Regions from separate parts of the Mus musculus genome. Here all the other regions are linked to region 2. A link is a contact called in public Hi-C, HiCAR-type and promoter capture Hi-C data. All regions are on one chromosome and are shown on one strand. The core of a region is the stretch at or near the end of the contact, and the rest is flanking DNA. Distances in the headings are between cores, read along the strand shown. Region 1 overlaps Tmem135 (transmembrane protein 135). Region 2 holds the start of Tmem126b (transmembrane protein 126B). Region 3 holds the start of Tmem135 (transmembrane protein 135). Region 4 overlaps Tmem135 (transmembrane protein 135).

Evidence for each region. Promoter capture Hi-C pulls out the DNA fragments that hold promoters and counts their contacts. Hi-C and Micro-C count contacts between places; a contact is called where the count stands out from the background. HiCAR-type assays count read pairs that join an accessible place to other places.
Region 1: a contact with region 2 is called in a Hi-C map of B cells, with 5 read pairs. The contact joins the enhancer-like site here to the promoter of Tmem126b in region 2. A contact is called at or near these places in 2 of 39 promoter capture datasets (the C10 cell line and liver), 1 of 484 Hi-C or Micro-C datasets (B cells) and 1 of 9 other capture datasets (liver).
Region 3: a promoter capture Hi-C map of pre-B cells shows a contact between it and region 2, with 3 times the contacts expected there. The contact joins the promoter of Tmem135 here to the promoter of Tmem126b in region 2. A contact is called at or near these places in 4 of 39 promoter capture datasets (embryonic stem cells, hematopoietic stem and progenitor cells, liver and 1 more), 2 of 484 Hi-C or Micro-C datasets (regulatory T cells and uterus) and 1 of 115 datasets of contacts at active chromatin or transcription factors (large pre-B cells).
Region 4: a contact with region 2 is called in a HiCAR-type map of astrocytes, with 2.9 times the contacts expected there. The contact joins the enhancer-like site here to the promoter of Tmem126b in region 2. A contact is called at or near these places in 6 of 39 promoter capture datasets (the 3T3-L1 cell line, 3T3-L1-derived adipocytes, hippocampal neurons and 3 more), 2 of 115 datasets of contacts at active chromatin or transcription factors (astrocytes and large pre-B cells) and 1 of 9 other capture datasets (adipose tissue).

What each region holds. Positions count from the first base shown.
Region 1 is chr7:89,246,457-89,251,480 of GRCm38.p6, reverse strand. All of the region lies in intron 4 of Tmem135 (transmembrane protein 135), which reads left to right. Among named protein-coding and RNA genes, the nearest start is that of Tmem135, 90 kb to the left of the region's middle. Within about 2 kb of position 3,165, at least 139 of the 459 cell types and tissues checked have an H3K27ac peak or open chromatin away from gene starts, as enhancers often do. A contact at or near this core is called in B cells, where this site is marked.
Region 2 is chr7:90,474,212-90,479,595 of GRCm38.p6, reverse strand. Tmem126b (transmembrane protein 126B) reads left to right here and starts at 3,601. Exons shown (of 5, transcript NM_026734.2): 1 at 3,601-3,701. The coding sequence starts at 3,621. It also overlaps a transcript of Dlg2 not described here.
Region 3 is chr7:89,336,966-89,341,778 of GRCm38.p6, reverse strand. Tmem135 (transmembrane protein 135) reads left to right here and starts at 2,992. Exons shown (of 15, transcript NM_028343.5): 1 at 2,992-3,331. The coding sequence starts at 3,191.
Region 4 is chr7:89,176,307-89,181,569 of GRCm38.p6, reverse strand. The region is part of intron 6 of Tmem135 (transmembrane protein 135); the gene reads left to right. Among named protein-coding and RNA genes, the nearest start is that of Tmem135, 160 kb to the left of the region's middle. Within about 2 kb of position 3,374, at least 80 of the 459 cell types and tissues checked have an H3K27ac peak or open chromatin away from gene starts, as enhancers often do. A contact at or near this core is called in adipose tissue and astrocytes, where this site is marked.

The DNA.
Region 1 (5,024 bases), core at 1,916-4,415, 1.2 Mb after region 2:
GTATTTGCCAGGCCCTGGCATAGCCTCACAAAAGACAGCTATATCAGCGCCCTTTCAGCAAAATCTTGCTGGCATATGCAATAGTGTCTGGGTTTGGTGGCTGATTATGGGATGGATCCCCGGGTTGGGCAGTCTCTTGATGGTCCATCCTTTGGTCTCACAGAGTTCAGCTTCTTAAGCCGTGCTTACAACCCCATGTATGTAACTGGACATGGGAGCTGTACAAAATTTAATTACTCAGTGACCAAAAAATAATTCAGAATTAATTCACAATGAAGCCAACGTATTTCTGGCAGTTTTTGTCTGTGTTGCCTGTCATGACTTTCTGATTGTAAACATATAGACTATGCACTGTACATGTCATGGCTCACAACACTAACAGATGCCTCATGAAATGAGTGTGCTCGTATTCAAGTGTATTGTGTTTTGAATCATACTGTTTTCACTGTACAAAGTTTTCTGCTGTGGCAGAGAAATAATGGTTTAATTATGGAAAGTAAAGACTGTTGTGTCCGGCCAGCAGACCACAACCTGGGTTCTAGCCTGGAAAGGCATTTTGGAAACCTGGAAGAGAAGAGGGGCTAGGTGGCGAGAGAAAAGAATGTAGCCAAGACAGTTACTCTGATCAAGGCTCAAATTTTATTGTTGCGACACTAGTTATGAAGGAAGGGGGAGGGGACCCGATTCCCGCCGAATAATCTCTGGTCCAGTAGAAAGGTGCACGTGTGTGGCTCCGCAGGTTCCATCAGTGGGCGTGGCAGAACGAATGAGCAGGAAGCTCCACCCCGAGCAAGCAGGTTTCAGGCTAGGGGAGGGGAGACTACAAAAGACTTATCGTATTTGCCTGTCATCATTGCTCAGAATGTAAACATCAAATTAGTGGGTCTTTGCATCGTAGTGTGGTAGAGTGTGTAATTTTCAACAGCACTGAGTTGTTGACTTGAGTTTTAGATTATCTTTAGACACATAAATAGAGTTGTATTGGGCATGTCATCTGGCTCTAAATTGGAAATTCACATACTTCATGCTCAACTTCTCCTCTGTCATCACCATCACCACCACTACCACCCTCCTCCTCACCATTATCATCATTGCCCTTTGTACATACTATGTTCTCAGGCATGAGCAGCAGCCACTGCTGTCTGTCCTCTGATTTTGCATCTCTTGTGTAGGAACTTTTGTTAAAAGTTGCCGTGGCATCTTCTAGCAGGCCTGCGATTAGTCCTAGATAGGGGCCAGTGTTAAAGGTCCTGGAGGTGAACCCTCTGTGACGCTTGCCTACAGGCCCGATATTTCTCTGGAATTCTTCCAGTGACTAAGTCTTTCCATTTTTCTTTTCTGGCTTTATGTAGATATTTAACCAAGAGCTAAGCTTTCTGTTCTATTTTTACCATTTCCCTTGTTCTTACCCCAGTTTTCTTTCTTGGTTTCTTGCTCCTTTTGCTCCTTCAGCTGTCTTCAACATTATTAGAATTCACCAAAGGTTGGGAAAACAAAAAGCTAGTAAAAATTCTTGTATATAGCCCACGTTTTCACTCTAAGGATCTTCAGCAATCATCTGCTCTCATTGCATAGTTTTCTGGAGCCATGAATTGAATGCTAACACTCTCTGGGTGGTTCTGGTACTTGAAAGTCCAGCTATCTGTTTGACTACAGGTTTTTTGGTTGGGGACTGCTATGTAGCAATGGAGAGTCCAACATTGCCAGTTCAGGAATTGGATTGTCCCATCTCACAACATTTTTGTATATTTGCAAGAAAATGTATATCAAAAACAATCATTACACTAAGAATCTAAAGAACTTTTTACCACTTCTGTTGATTTCTCAGTGCTTTAACACGGTTTACTATCTGCCCAGTGCCCTAGCACAGGGACAGGCAGACCTCGTCTAATAATAGTGAGTTAGAGAGTTCTTCAAGTGGTTTCTCTTACAGAAAATAGGATAAAAGCTCGAGTATTAGGAAAAACAGTCAAAGGCACATGGGAATTTGCCCCTTCTAAAATAGCTCCTGGCCAGTTTCTCATCCAAAATTACTGAATGAAAGTATTTATAATAATTTACACATGAAGACAATGCTTAAATTTAACTATTAAAGGTACCAAACATTAAGTATAAAATTCTGAAAATATATAATTCAGGATTTAATTAATACGTGACTGGTATTGTTAATTTTTTCAATAATTTTTTTCATCTTATATTATGTCTAATTTAGAAGTTATAAATTTCCATAAAATATATGAAAGCATTTGATGTGTACATGCACATATCCATATATGCATATATAGCATGATATTCTCTGTAGTTTCATCTGTCCTCTGGAGTTGTAGGACATATCCTACCCCCTGGGTAGAGAGTAACAAATGGACAGAGAGAAATATTAGAAAATCAAGGATAAAGAAAATCCCTTGAGATTACTACTGCTGTTTCTTCTCCATACATTTCTATAGATTTTTTGACACGCCCACATGCACACACAGGCACATACATTCACAGTCTTAAACTTAGTATTGCATCTAGGATCTATGAGATTGAATTTCTTATCTGGTATTATTATTAAAAAGTAGTCTTTCTTGATAGTGTTTTATAACAAGGATTTGTAGATATCTACCCACCCATAGTCACATAGGAAATGTCAAATGAATGGTTAGTATTAAACATCTTAAGTGGAATGAAAACTCTAGGAGTGGAACATTTTTAAAAACAATTTTCTGTGAGATAGTTACAAGTACTGACAGTCTTCTACCCCATCCACTTCCCTCCCACACTTGTTAGCACTGGCTTAGGTACAAGTAAATTAAAACCCTTCAGGTAGAGGTCAGAGGAAAATTACACACTCCAGTGCTTTCCAATAGAACCCAGGGCAGCTTAGCTTTACTGGCAGGATGCTTTTAGATTGAGACATACTTAAACTACTAGTGGAAAGAGGTGGCAAGTCAGTTGATTTGAGTACTAAAGATGAGATTTGGATCAAGTTCATTTGGATATTAAAGAAAAAGAATTTTGTCTTCAAATCATGTCTCCCTAGATAGCTTTCCCTTTTATCTGTGATTTGAGACATAAGAGTAATTTGATCCGGTTTTGAGAAACCATTGTTTACTTTATCTCAAGTGATTGCTTGCTACATCCGCCTTCCAGGCTTCCTCTATGAAATCACCTTCCTGAGTTGTCTGGTTTTAACAGAAACCGGAAGATGTATGGCACACTGCGGCATGCCTGTCACCGAGAGTAGAGTAAAAGCAAATGCGTCATTGGTGACAGTTTTACAAGTAGATCTTTCAGCTAGTTTTATGTGCTTCAGTAAAATCTATCGGTGAACTCATTGATGTATAATTTATGTTGGGAGTATGTGAACAACTCCTTTCTCAACAATGGTCTACTTTGAATCTCTTATCAAATTATATTGAAATTGTACTGTATTTTTGCAACTTAGCAGACTGTCCTAAAAGATTTTAGTTTTTAAATTTTTTTATGTTCACATTTTGATGTCAGCTCCTCCACGTCCCAGATCTATGTGTGTTGGCTTGTGCATAGGAACTCTAGGGATTGTAACCTCCCATCTAAACAAATGCACAAAAGGTTGTTCTTATTTACAAATTTTGCTTTAGCAGTTAAGTCCAATTGACAGTCCGACCCAGGCCCCATATGCCCTATGCGTAGACTTGCTTTGCCTCGACAACTTGTAAGTTGCCTCCTTCCTTTGTTGTAGCTCTAGATTTAGTCCAACAGCAATGAATGTTTTCCAGCCTCTGCTTGACTTCATTCCTAGGCCACCTCCTCTCTTCCATCTCCTTGTTTTCTTTTTGCATATGTTATGTACTGTCATTCTGCCTTAAAGTCATTTTTGTCATTCTCCCAAGATTATTCTTTCTTTATTCAGAGAGAAAAGAGGAGCAAAAGGGATTGGGTAAAGCAGAGGTAAAGCAGGGAGTAGGAGGGAGAGCTCAGGTTTATTTATGTTTTCCTTGTGGCACCATTTATAGAGTGCTGTGCATACTTGTAACTCCAGCCTCTGCAGGCTCATTCTTGCTCAGTCTCTGGACTCCCTCTGTTCCTCCTTCCTTTCTGGCCACCCACTTTCTATATGACCATTAAAAACTCAACATGTAGATTTAAAAAAATACTGTGACCAACTCAAAGCCTTAGGTCTGGCCTGGGTAATAGTTGAGCTGGTCAGTCTACCACTCTCTTGCACCTACCTGCACCATAAGGATGAGCTCTCAGCACTGCCCTGGCTGCTTGCTCAGTGTTGCAGCCAGCAACAGATGGGTAGAGCCCATCTTGCTCTCATGCCCTCAGGGCTGGCTTACCTGCTCATGCCAGCAGGGCTAGCTCTAGTGTGCTGCCCATGCAAGGGCTGGCTTGCTCTTGCTCTCCTGACTGCTCGAGCTTGTGAAGATACATATCTGAGTTTTTAACGGTCAAGTAGTCTCCATGACATAGGGCAAAACCTGGGTAATCTCTGGAGAGGAGTCCTAGTGAGGTGTTGCTTCTGTCTCCGACCAGCAGACGACACAGCGTTCTTCTCAAAGCAGTTTATTCAGGAACCTTTCAACATGCAAGCAGGACTCTCCTCTAGCCCCCAATCGCAATCCCTTATATAACCCCTTAACCACGCCCCATTAGCTCAGTCCGCATAATCTCACTTCATTGGCCTTCGTCAAATGGCCTGATCTTGTGTCATGGTGCACCTGCGCAGCTCTCATGATGGACGTGGCTTATTTTCGGGTGTATGAGGAAGTCAGGTGCAAGTCATAAGACTTGGCTGCAGTCCCGGGCGCCATCTTGGGACTACCGCCACACCCGCTCCCCACAGTGAGAATCCAGTATTGCTAGTGTAGTAGAAGCCAGAGACCTCAAAGTAGACCAATAACTCATTGCAGCGAACATTTACAAGGAAAGAAGTGTGGACAAAAGAGCATTTACTGTGGGGCACACGGAGACACACTTCAGCATCCATGACAAGAGGTTTTTCTTTTCTTTTTTCTTTTGGTAGTTTGGTTGCAAGGGCAGAGGACAGGTATAAA
Region 2 (5,384 bases), core at 2,352-4,851:
GCAGTAGACATAGCAATCTTAGCAATTAGAATAACAAAACACATGTAATAATTTGACTAGTTGCCTCTATTTCAAGCTATGTTAATATTAATAATTTTAATTTATATTGTTAAAGAACAATATAAATTCTCTAGATCAATTCATTATAGGTTAATGTTATTCAAATATATACCCTTTTAGAAGAATTTCTTCATAACCTTTAAAAATTTAATCTCATTATATCCACTCACTTTTTAAAGAAGAAAGGAAGACAAAGAGAATAACTAAATTTTCTCTTGAACTATTAACTTTCAATAATATGTGAGCAATTTCTGGAAGTTTTTTAAGAAACTGAGCCTGTTGGCTTTAGAACCCCTGAGTTCAGTCTGTGGACATGTTCATCAATTGTGGTTCTCCTCTTCTCTTCCTCCCTTCCTTCTCTCTCTGTCACTTTTAATTATAAGCAATGAAATAAGGTACTTCAAAAATATTTATCAGCAGAAATGGTAGAAAGTTAAAAAAAAAAAAAAAAACCACACACTGAGTTAAGGAAATCAAAGACATTGTTTATTGGCTACATTTCCCAAACCTTTCTTTCTTTATCCATATAAACCAATCATGTCCAGGTACAGCTCCAAAATATCAAAGACAGCTCACCTCTTTCAGTAAGTAGTCTCACGGGGAATGATAAAGGAGGAAACAATTCCACTTTTCAACCCCAGGGTGCAAAAGTACAATTCTCGATGGTTCAACAGTTTCTGATAGCTCTGTCCCCCTTTACATGGACTATTTTCCCAAAAAAGCATCTCATTGACTGTGTTTTTAATACATCTTCCAAACCCAGAAGCCAATGGATTAAATAACATAAAACACCATATGAATTCTCTAGATGTAACCTACAGTTTAGGTCTCTAATTCAATATCATAGCAATCAACATAACTGGACAACATTCGGATCTATACTAGCCCAGAACAATAAACTTCAAAGGTAGTCTAAATTTTTATTCAAAATTCTCCATAAACTTTATTACTGATGTCATCTGTAAAAACATAAAGGTCTCATTTCACTAAGCTTCTGTGGAACAAAGTTCATCTCAGCTAAGGTGAACCCTTAAGCTCTCTGATCTATAATAGACCATGCTCCAGGAACCCCATGGGATTCTGATCAAAGTGATAAGGGTTACTGAAAGGAAGAAAAGAGCAAGTATATGCTTTACTTGAGGGAATTTCCCAAAACATGTTACTGAATAATAAAATAAACTATCAAAGTTGTGAATTACCACGGAAGGGAAGACATACACTGGAATAAACTCAAATATGAAGTCTATTTTTAAGTATAAGAAATAAAGCTATGATTTTACAAATGTTGCCTTATGTTACACCTACATAATCATTCAATAAGTATCAAGCTCATGGGGAAAAACTCCACTGTACAAGTTTCTTTTTAAAAGATTATTTAAACTGAGCTTTAAACCCCAAACCTATAGCACCGAATCTATTCTGATTACAAATGGTGACATTAACTACCTGGTTCATTAATTTACATATGTCTATAGTATTACCTTAACTTTACTATAATAAAATATTACTGAAAAGGTACTACTGAGCAGATATTCATTGCAGTAAATATTTACTCAAAACCAGGCAAAATTTTGCCCTGCAATAGAATACAATTTAAATTACAAAAACCACAGCCAAGAAAAAGGAAAATCATATGTTATGTATGAACCTCATAGCCCACCTTTCTTCTTGACTGGCATTCTTGGGTCTCTCCACTGACTCTGGACTCAAGATCTCTGAGTTTCAGTCTCTGCTTGATCCAGCTGAATGGAGATGGAACCAGGTTAACTGTTGCAAATCTCTTCACCGTTCAGCCTTGATATCCAGGCTGAGTCTTCTATTTCAAATAAAGAAAAAAATGATGCCTTTCTCCACAACCAAACATTACACTGCCCAAGGTCTTCAAAGAAAAAAATAGCAAGTTTTTCAATTTTTGTAAAATATATATTCTTGTTTTAAAAGCTGAGAAAGTTATCTTATGCATAGAAAATGTTACTAAAACTCCTCTTCAGGCAGCAACACTTTTAGATGTTCAATAACTAACTCAATTAAGGCACAAACCAATTTTAGGACGGTTGACTTATTAATTTATACATGTTCGACATGGTTCGTAATAAAGAGCATCAATTTTTAGGAAAAAGTTTAAACTTCCCCTTCAAAAACACTTTTAAAAACGTCTTACTCTAGTCTTTTCAGGGGTGTGTGAGTTTGGACAGTTTTCTGGGGGCAAAAGAGAGATTCAAAGGCCCCCTTCTATTTACTGGTTCTGTTTCTCGCCCCTCAGTAAAACACTATCCAGCTTGTCACTTTCCTATTTTTCTTCTGTGGTCTCCAAGCCCCCAAGGCTTGATCCTTAATGCCCCTCAGATCCTGATCCTCCTGTGTATTAACTGAGAGGATTGAAAAGAAGGAAGGCAATCCCTTGGCATGGAGACATTAAAGTGACAGTGCTATTCAATGGGCACTTGATGCAGGATGATTTGGCGAAGCAGACTTCTTCACACTGGAGTCATTCACATCATGCCATCTCTTCGCAAACAAGCAGCTTCCTATCCGGCGAAGAAAAACACTGAGGCTGCTGGAAAGGAGAAACCAAACCTTCCCCAAAAGGTGTTTTCAGAGACGCTGTAGTAGTATTAGGCATGCAATCACACACTATGCAAATAGTCCGCGATTTCCTAAATGAGAGTGCAGCTGTTTGGCTTCCACATCCACCCTTTCTCAGTCTCTCTCCAATCTACCCACCTTCCTTTTGCAGAAAAGACATTTCTCTGCCACCGCTGGCCACCCCTGCCCACACCCCGATCTTATACAGAAGAGCACCGAAATGTCCTGCACCCTCCAAGCGATGAAGTGTTTCCTCGGGCAAGAGAAACAGCAGCACTAGAAATTATATAACTCTCGAATTTGGCTTGCCTAAGACATGGAGACTGGAGGGTCGGGGGTTGCGGGTCTGGCAGACGCTGCTGGGCATTTCACGTGCACGGAAGCGCGCCTGGCCTCCTCGCAGCACCATCCACCCCTAAAACACTGGCCGACCAGGGCTCTTCGGGGGAGCAGGGAAAAGGGATATTTCTAACTGAACCCTTTCCAAGCGGGGCTTGAGGGTGGACTATGGGGACTGAAGACTGTAGAGAGCAGGCTAGCCCGTGCTGCTGTGGCCGCGCCGGGGAGACGGGCTGGAGGCTCTGAGGAGGAACCTTAGAAACCACAGCCTTAACACACCGACCGGGCCGAAGGAACTACCAGGGCTCGGTTACCCCAGCCGCCCTGAGAAGAAGGCGCGCAGCAACAGGCCTGCGCCCGAACCGCCCCTGGTTCCCTTCAGGTTGGCCAGGCTGACAATTTGGCAGAGGACAAGGCAAGGCTGGCTAGGGGCGGGCCCCTGACCCTGAGCCTTCCTCGGAGCCAATGAGAGATCGCACTTCTGCGACGCCACGCCCAACCTCCGCCCGGCTGGAGGGCGCGGCTTTTGACTGGGTGGGGGAGTACCGGACTAAAGGTACGAGCTGTCAGACAGCTGCAAGTCCCGCCCCAGGCGCTCCGGCCACGCCCTCCTGTCAGTCACGTGAGGCGCTAAGATGGCGGCGTCCCAGCGACCAAGTTGGTCCGAGTCGAAGGTTGCTGGTGTTGTGCAGGAGGGAAATAGGGAAGCACCCCAGGTAGGCGGAAATCTAGGGTGGTGTGGGTCGCCTCCTCGGAGATGATGCACGTGAAGGATTTGAGCAAATAGAACCGAACCCGACTTTATGTAGAGTGTAATCAAATCTCTAGTTCCGAACAGCGTAGACCTGAAGTCTACGCCGATTAAATGCAGCTTGTTTCTCTTTCTCGAGGACCTTTCTTCAATTACAAATACTTTATCGCCTTACCCCACCCGGCCCGACCTCCAGTTCTCTCATTCTGTTTAAGTCTCCTGCATTTTATTGATTTGATGTGTTCTGACTTAACGCAAGGTTATGATGGCTTCTTGAATGCATTCACTTTTTTGATTACCCGAGAACCTAATATCCACCACGGCTGGACAAATCATGTTGAATAAAATTCTGAAGGTCAAATAATACACTTAAAGATACAACACACACACACTTTGCAGGCCATACGCCCACACAAATGCACTTAACGTGTATAAGGATGGTGATCTAATCAGTTGAGTGACTTTGAACTTCCTTAACTCTCAGATTAAACGTTGGTTGTGGCAAAAATCTTCATTTTCAGTTCTTGCTGAAAGACTTCCTTGGAATCTGATGATGGAGCACTTGTCAGGCCTGAAGCCCAGGCGTCTATACCAACAGCACAAAAATAAGTTAAAACAAAACAAAACAAAAAACTCTGGGCAAGTTAATAATCTATATCTCCTTAATTAAGGAGAGTGTAGTGAAACCCTTGCAAATGCCAGATGCCAAAAATATTTGCTGTTGCTTTTGATTATTTCAATATTGACTGTCCTGCAGCCATAATTGTGGGTACCCTTTTCCCCAAAGCTGTCTTAAAGGCCTGGAAATTTTCTGTGGGTGGTGAAGAGGGCTGTTCAGGGAATTGGATGAGAACAGAACAAAAATTTCTCTACGTTTTTTTGATTAGCCATGATGCTATTAATATCTGCCTTCATCGTACACTAGATGGATTGGTTAGAGAATCCTCCTTAGAAAATACTATTTCTTCTTCCATTTTTCCATTTGGATAGCAGAAGGAGGGGGGAGCAAAAGATGTAAGTCTAGTCCCCCCCAAAAAAATATAATTTGTAAAGTATTTTATGCCTGCTCTGCCCACCCCCCTTCTCAGCTATCTTAAAGAACTGACTTAAATGCTGTGTTGTATTAAGGCAGAAATACTGGTCTTTTGATCAATTGTATACCACCTTAAGAAGATCAAGGAACCCATTCTTTGTGTGTGTTGATTTCCTGGAGTCAGGCTCCATTTTTTTTTTCATTAATTTTAGGCTTATTATATGCTCATCACTTATAAATGTTAGCATGTCATCTGTAATGAACCTTTGACTTTATAACTTCTCATGGATTAATCTAGAAAATGTAGAGCAAAAAATAAAAAGCACTGAACTTTGAATCAGTAGACATCTCACTGATGAAATAAGTAAATATTTAAAACCAGAATTTTGGATTTGTAGGAAGTGTCCATATATCTTTGTTTGAATGAAATGGAATACTCGTAAGATACATAAAATGTCATAGTACCAAAGGATTTAACAAGTGTTTCCAGAGACCCAAAAGTCTTATGTATAGCCAGAAACTCAAAAAGGAATCTGGAATGGATTTTCTAATCTCTTGGTGAAACTCTTATGGTTCTTAATGTGGGCAACTATTGGCTTATCACATGGGACACAG
Region 3 (4,813 bases), core at 1,743-4,242, 1.1 Mb after region 2:
CACTAGCTTTGGCATCAGTGACAATAATCGTGTTCTCAAGTTCCTTTGAACTCTAAGACTCCATTTGATGGTTAGTTAATAAAAAGAAATTGCTCATTTTAATTGTAATTTTAAAATATTTTTATCTCTTGGTATACAATTTCTATACCACTTGGCAAACACTGTTTTTGTATAAGCTGTGCAAACTCTATGATCTATTATATTCAGAAGTAACTAATTGTTACCACTCATACTATGGGGTGATGTGTGTGTGTGTGTGTGTGTTTGTGTTGCTGGGAATTAAATCTAGGTCATCCAGCCTGTTAGGCAAGTGTTAAACTACTGAGCCATATCCCAACTCTAACTTGGTGTTTTAAAAAGTACCATGCAGTCACCATCAGAGAAGCTTCCTCCTGCAGCAGATGAGAATGAATACAGAGACCCACAACTGAATGATATGTAGAGAGTGAGAGACCTTGAAACAGTCACAATTGGGATGCTGTTATCAAACTCTTCCGCTGAGGGCTCAGGGAGTTATGCAGAAGAGGAGGCAGAAAGATTGTAAAAGCCAGAAGAGATAGAGCACACCAAGAAATCAATGCCTTCCAGACACAGCAGGACTGATGTCTGTGTGAACCCACAGAGACTGCAGTCGTTATGCACAGGACCTGCCTGCACAAGTTTAAGCCAGATGGGGTCCTGGTGGTGAGAGGGGAACTGGACACGAAAGCCCTCATCCTTAATCCAAAAGCTATCTCCAATTGACAACCGCTCATTAAGAAGAAATAAATAGTTTTCTCCATGGATTCTTACTGGGTATACAAATCACCCTTAAGGGAGGTCCCATGTGCGGCAGTAGATAGTCACCATGAAGCACACTTAATGGTCTTTTTGGAGATGTAGTGCCTCACAAAACTTTGTGCATTTTTTTAAAACCTCACTTGTCTTTTCCTTATTTATTTCTCTACCCATTTTATGTGTAATGGTGTGTGTGTGTGTGTGTTTGTGCTTTTTCTTTGCTTGTTTACATTGTCTGACTGTTTATTTTTAAAATTTACCTTTTTTGTTTCCAAAGAGATGGGGTGGGGGGTTGGGTGGGGGGGAAGAAAGCATGGAGTTGGATGGATGGGGTAGTGGGGAAGATCTTAGAGGACACGAAGGAGGGAAAACCACGTTCAGAATATGCTGTATGAAAAACCATTTTCAATAAAAAGAAAATAAAGTGCTGAGGATCACCATATGATGGTCTCTTATTTATATTTAATATTTTACTTCAAATAATCAAAGAAGGGAGGCTTGTGTATAATGCACTTTGTCTTTCACCTAAAACGTTTTTAACATTGTTTCTTGTAGACCCTCAGGCTTTCAGGAATAGATTCTTGATGTTAGTAAGGTAAGCTTGAGTTGTAATTCGTGTGATTGCTGGCACAAGCTTACACTGTGTGTTTCTGATCCATGTCCTTTCTGAGCTGGAGAGCTTTTTAAACACAGTGATTATTTTGTTCCCATTTTTGATTCTATATTGGGCATGTTGAGTGGGGTGACAAAATGGACAGCAGATCTTCAGGGAGATCTTGAACTTCAAAAGGGATGTCATACCATTGGGCACTTTCAGTTGTCTCTCATGGGAAGTACATTCATCTGTGGGGAAGAATGATGTGTCCAGATGTTTGAGTAGCCAGAGGCGACTATGGCTGATGCTATTAGTGTCTCTAGTATCTGTTTTGCCATTTTGTGCAGTGATATAACTATCAGCCTTTAGCTGCCATTTGCCCAAGCTGAAATGTTAGCTGACAGATTTGCATAGGCTTACCTAAAAGTTTCTATCTTTTTTTTTTTTTTTTTTTTTTTTTTTTTTTTTTTTTTTTTTTTACTTTTTGAAAAAGCTAAGGTCTTTTGATAGAGTCCTAGGCTGGTCTCAAATTCAATGCATAGCTCAGCCTGGCCTTGAACTCCAGACCTGTCTGTTTAGCCTTCCAAGTGCTAGGATTACAGATGTGTGCTGCCAGGCACAGCCTGAGAAGTTTTTCTTCCCTCTCCTTTCTCTGGCCCTTTTGGCTAGTGTGTGGATGTCATGTTAGTGAAGTGGTCATTTTATAAGCAGCACAGCAAACAGGTGATAGCTAGCAGGGTATTTAACATACATAAAATGTATACAGCTAGGCATCTTGCAGATAGTTTACACCTGTCTTATCTGTTACTTTTCTCACTTCTAGAACATTAGTTTCTTGGCAGCAGAAACACAGCTTTTCCACATCTGTCTGTCCAGGGTTTCAAACAGGGGCTGGAAAATCATATTAGTTTAGTAAATATTGTAGAAGGAACTGAATAAATATGAGAGAATGATCTAAAGGTAAAGCCTTTCTGCTTTAAAAAGTACAGAATTTACAAGTCCAAAGAAAGCAGGTTATTATACACAAGGGCTATATGGCAGGTGGATTGTCATGGCAATCAGTTTTAGATTAAGCTCTCTAGCCAGGCAGGAGTTCTATTGCACTGCAGCTGCCTCTGCTCTGTATGTTGCTTGGGTGATAAGCACTTGTGAAGGATTCTGTTGCTAGGACTCCATTAGGGGCTGGCAGGTCTCTCTACTGTCTCTTTCCATATAGCATGCATTTAAACACATCTAAATTAGTATTTTCAAGACTTCACAGGCACAATAGAGCTTAGGAGGTTGAGCAAGTAGCAAGAATGTTGAAGGTTGTGTTGCAACCGCAGATAGTCTTAGGTGAACCAATGGGACGAGGGACAACAGTGGTGCAAGTGCCTCCATCTCCCAGCAAAGACACAGAATCCTTTTGTTCCACTACCCTCTGCTCTTTTTGGCCAGGCTTTGACAGGACAAGGGCTGAGCTATATAGCCCGACCCAGGCGGGATCCACCATCACGCTCCCGGTTGTGCTTCTCTGAGTCGTGCTCCTATTCGGAGGGTGAAGGTGCTCGCTTCCTTTGCCCGTCCGGAGCCCGCCCATCCGCGGGAGCGCGCATGCGCCTCCCCTCCCCGCCTCCGTCGTGCGCGCCCCGCCCCCTCGCGCTGCCATACGCGGACGGCCAACATCCGAGGACTCCGGCCTTGAGTAACCTGCTCCCGTGACCTTTTCGCACCCCGCACGCCGAGGCCCGCGCGGCGCCCGCCTCGCCCTTGCGTGTCTGCCGCCCCTGCCGAACCCTGCGTTCCCCTGACCACGCGCAGCTGCCACCGCCACTCGTCATGGCGGCCCTCAGCAAGTCCATCCCTCATAACTGCTACGAGATCGGCCACACTTGGCACCCCTCCTGCAGGGTCTCCTTCCTGCAGATCACTTGGGGCGCCCTGGAGGAGTCCCTCAGGATCTACGCACCCCTGTACCTGGTGAGCAGGGCTGGCGCTGGTGCAGGTGCAGGGCCTCCCGGGGCTCGTTGCTTCTAGGTCAGCTTTAGGGGTGGTGAGAGGCCTGGGGGGAGTCCTAGGCGGAAGGAGGGGGAGGGGACCCCGATGGTGAACTGTCACTGGACACCTGTTGCTAGGATGGGGATGTGCTCTGGACAGGTAGGGTCAAGTGCCTTACACTTGATCGCTCTGAGAACCTGGATTCAGAGACTCTGTGATGGAGAGATGTTGGAGCTGTGTATATATTTAGTCAATGCATGCACACAGTGTCCCCTCAGCCCACTTTACCACTCTCCGGCCCCATTTTCATATGAAAAAGGGTGTTCTGTACACCCCCCCACCCCCACCCCAAGCCTGCTTAGTCACAGATTTTGTCCTTGTTTGAGATGACAGAGATGCCACTTGACGGTTTGTTCTTTCGTAAGTTCCCAGAGTAGATTCCTGGTTTGAGATTTTGTGCGGTGATTTCGTTGAAGGTGTTTTAGTGGCGTGTTGCTGAGGTCATTTTCTTATACAGATTTACAAGTAGGGAAGCTTAGAGAGAGTATCTGGAAACCTACCAGTAACATCGAGAACTGATAAAGATATCTTCTCCTAGTGAGTGCCACTGTGTGGGAGAAAATTCCCACATCCTGGCACTGAAGATGTGCTATTTGGCTACTGAAGTTCATTGTCATTTTCCCATTTGTCTGTATGCTGAGAAGGTAGACATCATTTTTGTATGTTTTGTATGTTTCCTAAAAGTTCGTTCAATACTCAATGAGTGATCCATTCTTATTTCTCATTGAGGTAGTAATTTGGGCTGATGACATCTTTGACAGTATGATTATGTTTGTAACTTAATGGAGAAGTCTAATTTGTAATTATAGACAGAACACAGGAAAAGACAGTGACTCCCTGAGAGGTTGCAGAAGCCAAGTTCCCTTTTCATGATGTAAACTGGTGCTTCCCCACTTTAATGTATTTTAAGGAAACCCCAGGGATCATGTTAGAATGGGATTTCTGATTCAGTAGGTCTTGGTGGGGGCTAGAGAGTACATTTCTGATAAAATCTAACGTAGTGTAGACACTGGGGAATACCAGCCTTGTTAAGTGAAGATCTAGAGCATTGACCAATATAGACGTTTATCTGTATCTATATACATACATTCCCTAAAGACTGTTGTTACTGGCTTTTCTATATGAATGCTGGCCAGCCATTGTTTTATATTTGTTACTATGTTATTATTATTTTGGTGTTGCTGGGATTCTAACCTGTTGTCTTGTACTTTCAAGATAAGAGTCCTGCTGTTGAACTCTGCCCCAGATTTCTGTAAACACTTATAAATACATTGGACTCTTAAACAGCCGTACAAGAAGACTCTTCTAGTCTGGGGACTTAACTTAGTGGCATGTTCAAGGTCCTGTGTTCTGAATCCTTGTCTTGTTCCTCCATCTCCTACCCCTCACAAAACAAAGGCAAGC
Region 4 (5,263 bases), core at 2,125-4,624, 1.3 Mb after region 2:
GGTGGGGGAGGGGAGAGCAGTTGTGGCTCCAGTTCAAACCTGTTAAACCAGATTTGCTGGCATACATTATCCTGGTGTTTGAACCAGTTACCTTGTGGATTGAGTTTCTACTCAGCTGTCAGCGGGTCTCAGCTTTTCCTTGGGTTTTCCCAGCCTTCAGCATAGATTGATGCTTTGAGGAAATGCCCAGCCATTATTCTGTATGTAGTGGATGGCCAGCCTTCCACCAGTTGGCTTTCAGTGTCTGAGGTTCTTATGTGGTCATGTCTGTGCTATTGTGTACCAACCATTTCAGCTGGAAGTGTTCATTTTACCAGGGTTCTGGCCCTCTCTCTGTCCACTTTAGTATTGTCTGTGTAGTTGCAAATCAGACGCATTCTCACTTGTCGTGAGTTCAGCAGCTGTTTCTTAGTCACTACCCTACCTCCCACCCCCATTTTCTTGCCCAGATAGTTGCAAGGCACTTCTTTCTTAGATTAAAGCGTTTCTTCCAAGGTACCCACAGAAAATCTTAGTTTCTTGTTTGTGGATCACAGTTCAGTCTCCCTCCTCACACCCCTTGTTATTCCTTGTCTTTGTGCCCAATTCAGCCTTTGGCTGCATTTCCCCAGCCTTCCTTTCTTTGACACTGGTGTTGGGGTAGGAGGACGTATCTGTCTTCTTGGTAGTCCCTGCTTCCTCAGCAGCTTTGTGTCAGAGTCAGTGGGGGAATCTCCTGAGTGCTTCTTTGGGCAGTTCTTTGGTTTTAGCTGTCATCGCTTATGATTATGGCTTCTTGAGCTGACCTCTCATTTATTTCTTGGACCAAGGGAGCTTCTATTTTCCATTTTACCCACAGTCCTTTCATCTGATTTTGTTCAAAGATCTTTTTGTAATTCTTGATAACACTTGACTTCAGGAGTACTGTACTTTCTGCTGCTTTTGTTTGTTTGTTATAATTTCAGGTCCATCTCTTCTCCATTGATATTTTTGTTTTGACTACTGATTACCCCCTTTAATGATGTGGTTATAAAATAATAGAACAAACCTCTTATTCAGATGCTCTGACTTATGATGGAATTGTGCTTTGATAAGCCCACTGTGAAAATATGTAAGTAAAAAAGGCAGTCCATCCAACCTCTGCCATGTTGTAGCATAGTACACACTCATCATGGTTCCCATTGCGACTCCAAAGCTCACTGGGAAATAGGGCTCACTGGCCTTACTCAGCATCAAAGGAGCCTCATGTACTGTCTTATCAGTAGTCAAGGGAAAGATGAAAAGCCAGAATTTGAGTTGTGGTTCATTTTAAATGCTGTAACTATCTAGCATTGTTAAGGGCTGTTTCACTGAGCATAAGTCATTGCTTGGACCTGCAACTAATTTTTTTAAACTGTAATTATTGACTAAGAAAATAATAAAACACTTGAATACCAAGAGAAGAAAATGCTACAAATGTCAGGAAAGACGTTCTAAGGAAAAAGAAAAAAGTACCTTAAAATGTACTAAATGAATATCTACCATATTCTAGGCTATGATCTTGACCAATGATTTACAGACAACCTCACTGTATTTCCTTCTTGAAACCATCCTCTAGAGTAGTGGTTTTCAACCTGTGGGTTGAGCCCTCTTCAGCAAACTTGTATCTCCAACAATATTTTCATTGTGACGCACAGCAATAGCAAAATTACAGTTATGAAGTAGCAGCAGAAATACTTCTATGGCTGGGGGTCAGCACAACAGGAGGACCTGTATTAAAGGTTCACGGCACTGAAAAGCTTGAGAGCCACTGCTCACTGCACTCTATGGAAGCTGAGTAACTGGCTTCAACTCGTGCATCAGAGACCAGGCTCTACAGTGCAGCAAGACTCCTCCTCCAGCTACTGTAAAACGAAAACTAGCGGGGCTGGAGAGATGTCTCAGCAGTAAAGAGGATTGGCTGCTCTTCCAGAAGGCCTGAGTTCAATTCCCAGCCCCCACAGGGAGGCTCACAACTGTCTATAACTGTAGTCTTATAGCATCCAGCTCCCTCTTCTGGTGTGCAAATGTACATGCAGATAAAAATCCATTAAAAATGCATTAAATCAATCAATCAATCAATCTTAAAAACAACAACAAACCTAAACTAAACCTAGGTGGCTAGAAGGATGGGCTAGCAGTTATGAGCTCTGAGCTATGGGGCTGGAGAGATGGCTCAGTGGTGCAGAGGACTGGCTGCCCTTGCAGAGGAGTAGCTCTATCCCTGCATCGGGCACCCGAGAATTCATGCACATATGTGCAGACACACATATATTTGCACAAAATAAATAAAGTTAAAGGCCTCAAAGGTAATAGGCATTATCAATAATTTTCTTTTGTTTTGTTTGGTTTCTTCTTACTGTTTTACCTTCTCTGGCATTGTTTGATAAACTCTGTACATTGGACATTTGAGTTTTGCACTAATTATGTAGAGAGAGATGGTTTGAATAAAATAAATGAAATCAGAGCTTTAAATATGGATATCAGACATGAAGTATCTGCTTTGGATCTTTTGGCTGTTGAAAGCAAGGCTTTCAGACCAGTCTTAGTTGAGAAGGTGGCTGAGTTTTACTTCCTGAGGTAGAAATGCCAGCAGGACTTGCAACTCTGAAAGCTTCGCAACTCTGAAATGAAACCCTTCCCAACTCCTGGTTTGCTTCCCACATCCCCTTAGGGCCAACACAGGCTACTCTGCCAGCTGCTTCATTATAAATCTGTGAGTTATGCCACAACTTTCAGGAATAAATCCAACCCTATTTGTCATATCCTCCCAAATGTGGTGTAGAGCAGTTTTGGCCTGCTTCTCCCTCAAGGCTGTCTTCCCTGGTGACATGGCTCAGCATATTTCTTCACAGTGGGCTGCTGTGACGTTCTCCCTTCTCACACTGTGCCAAGCTGTTCCCACCTTCATACTTTTTGTTTTGTAACAAGAACCAAAATATACTGAGTATAATAGCCTTGTGCTCTAAAGCACAAAGGCTCTGTGGCGGAATTCCGTATGAACCCAAGTGTAGAATCTTGAACTCGCATGCTGTATTTTCAGTTCCATGTCCCTTCATTACAGAAGGCTGGAGATGTTTATGTTAGATTCTGATGAAGCCTCCTCCATTTAGAGAATTCTAAGAGGTATCTGTTGTGTTTCTAGGCTAAATAAAATGATTCCTTGTTTGTAGTGAAATACTATTTAAGAAATCTTAGTATCTGTGTTCAGGACCCTACCATTTATCTCCTTGGAAACAGGTACATGAATATTATTACATTGAACATTTGTATTTCAAAGACTGGAATCATCATTGTCTGGTGAGCTCAGTGGGGCCCTTTCTGGCTTCACTTGATTCTCCTTTCTGCCTCCTGGGCTCTGGCCTCTGAAGCATGACTTCCCCATTTCTACAAATGTACAAGTAGAATAAGGTGTGGCTCACAGTCAAAAGTAAGTTCCTGCACTTAAGACTAGCAACCAGTACAGGCTTGAGTCCAGAGCCTGTCTATCAGACACTTGGCTGGTGGGTGAACCCAGGCCTTTGACTGTAAGAATGTGGAGCTCTGAGGCACTGTTGCCCAGACTGTGAGAACACATCACTCATAAGATTGGATTTGTGTCTGACAGGATACTAAAAGCTCAGAAACAGTCCCCATGCAGATGTATTGGAAAGCAATGGAGTTTTCACCATGGTAGAGTCTCAGAGTAGAAGAACCTAAGCTCCTCTGGGTCTTAAAGTTTTCACCTCACTTCACTTTCCCTGTGCCCCACAGAGGTCCCTCGTCATGCAACAAGGGCAGTTTGAAATAAAGTAGTTGCTTTTTTCTTTACTCTATTTTGAAGTATATATGTAGTAGAAAATGGTGAAATTGTGTTGAGATGGTTTTAGAAGAAGGAAATAGATATACTTGGAACTCTTACAAAGTCCTCATAGCTCAGCTTTATCCATCTTAAAGGAGGAAAATAGATGAACCCGAATGGTGTACATGTATACATGCACATGGAAGCAAGTGTGGAGACACAAACACAATCCAGGTAGCTGCTGCTGCTGCTGCGAGGGTGGGGATGGAATCCAGCATGTGTCCTATGCCAAGCATAACTACACCCTAAGTTTTATTAGCACCTAAAAATGTTTTAAATCATTTTTGGGGGGAGTAGGCTTCTTAATGTTCTATTCTATTTACTTGTTAATTGTTGGATAGTATGATTTTCTTAAAATGACATTGTATGTATATCTTTCTCTTTTGAAGCTAGGAAAGTGAGAGCATTTTTCTAAAACTCGCCTTTTTAGCAAATGCTGAGTGCAGTTCCCCCTTCATAGTCACTATACTTAACTCAGAAATGATAATCCACACACGGAAATGATATCAATGACTCTGGAGCTAGGTAAGCTCCTTGAATTTAAATATTTGAGTATTTAGTTCCCTCACTAGTATTTAGTGCCTTTATGTTGGAGAGACTGGCAGAGTGCAGCATCCTACATAGAATATATAAGGAGATATCTTCAGTGCTCTTTTAAATTAAATATTTCAACCTTTCATATACAAATATAGTATATATTCAATAATAGTGACTTAATGTAAGGCTTAAAATAAAATTGGGACCATATCAAGTTTGAGTGAATCATGAATTTGCAGCTATTTTGCATGACTTTGCAGGAATTTTAAATTGTGAAGCTTTTCATTTTCCATTTATGTATTTAGACTATGTATATGTGTGCATGTGTGTGTTACCATGTGTAGAGGGCATATCTATTGTATTTCTATCATGGGTACTAGAGATTCAACTCAGGGCATCATGCTTGGCATCAGATGCCCCTGCTGAGCCATCTCGCTAGCTCCAAGTTATGAAGAATCTTAAAGACCATTCAATCCACACTCTTTATTTATATATATGTATATATATTTTCACTTGGAAAATCCAAGGCTCAGAAACAAATTTATCTTTTAAGTTCCTGTAGTAAGGTCGGGAAAGGGAATTAAAAATGAGTTGTTTGGGGTCTAACCACAAGTCTAAAATGGTAGATGAATATTGACCAGAAGGATCAGTGAAGTAAGCCTCTCGGCGTTGTCCCTAGGCCACATGTCAGTCTACACAGCTAGAGGCAATTCCATCCTTTCTACAGAAAGTCGGGGTAACCCTAACACTATTCTGAGGGTTGAAGTCCAAGCCTCCAATGAGGAAAACCAAGTAGCAACAGCTGGCTCTCCTTTCTTACAATTGGAATTATAAGTGATGAACTCCTGTCGCCTATGGAACATCTGATAGCTTAGCTGTGTTGAGTGA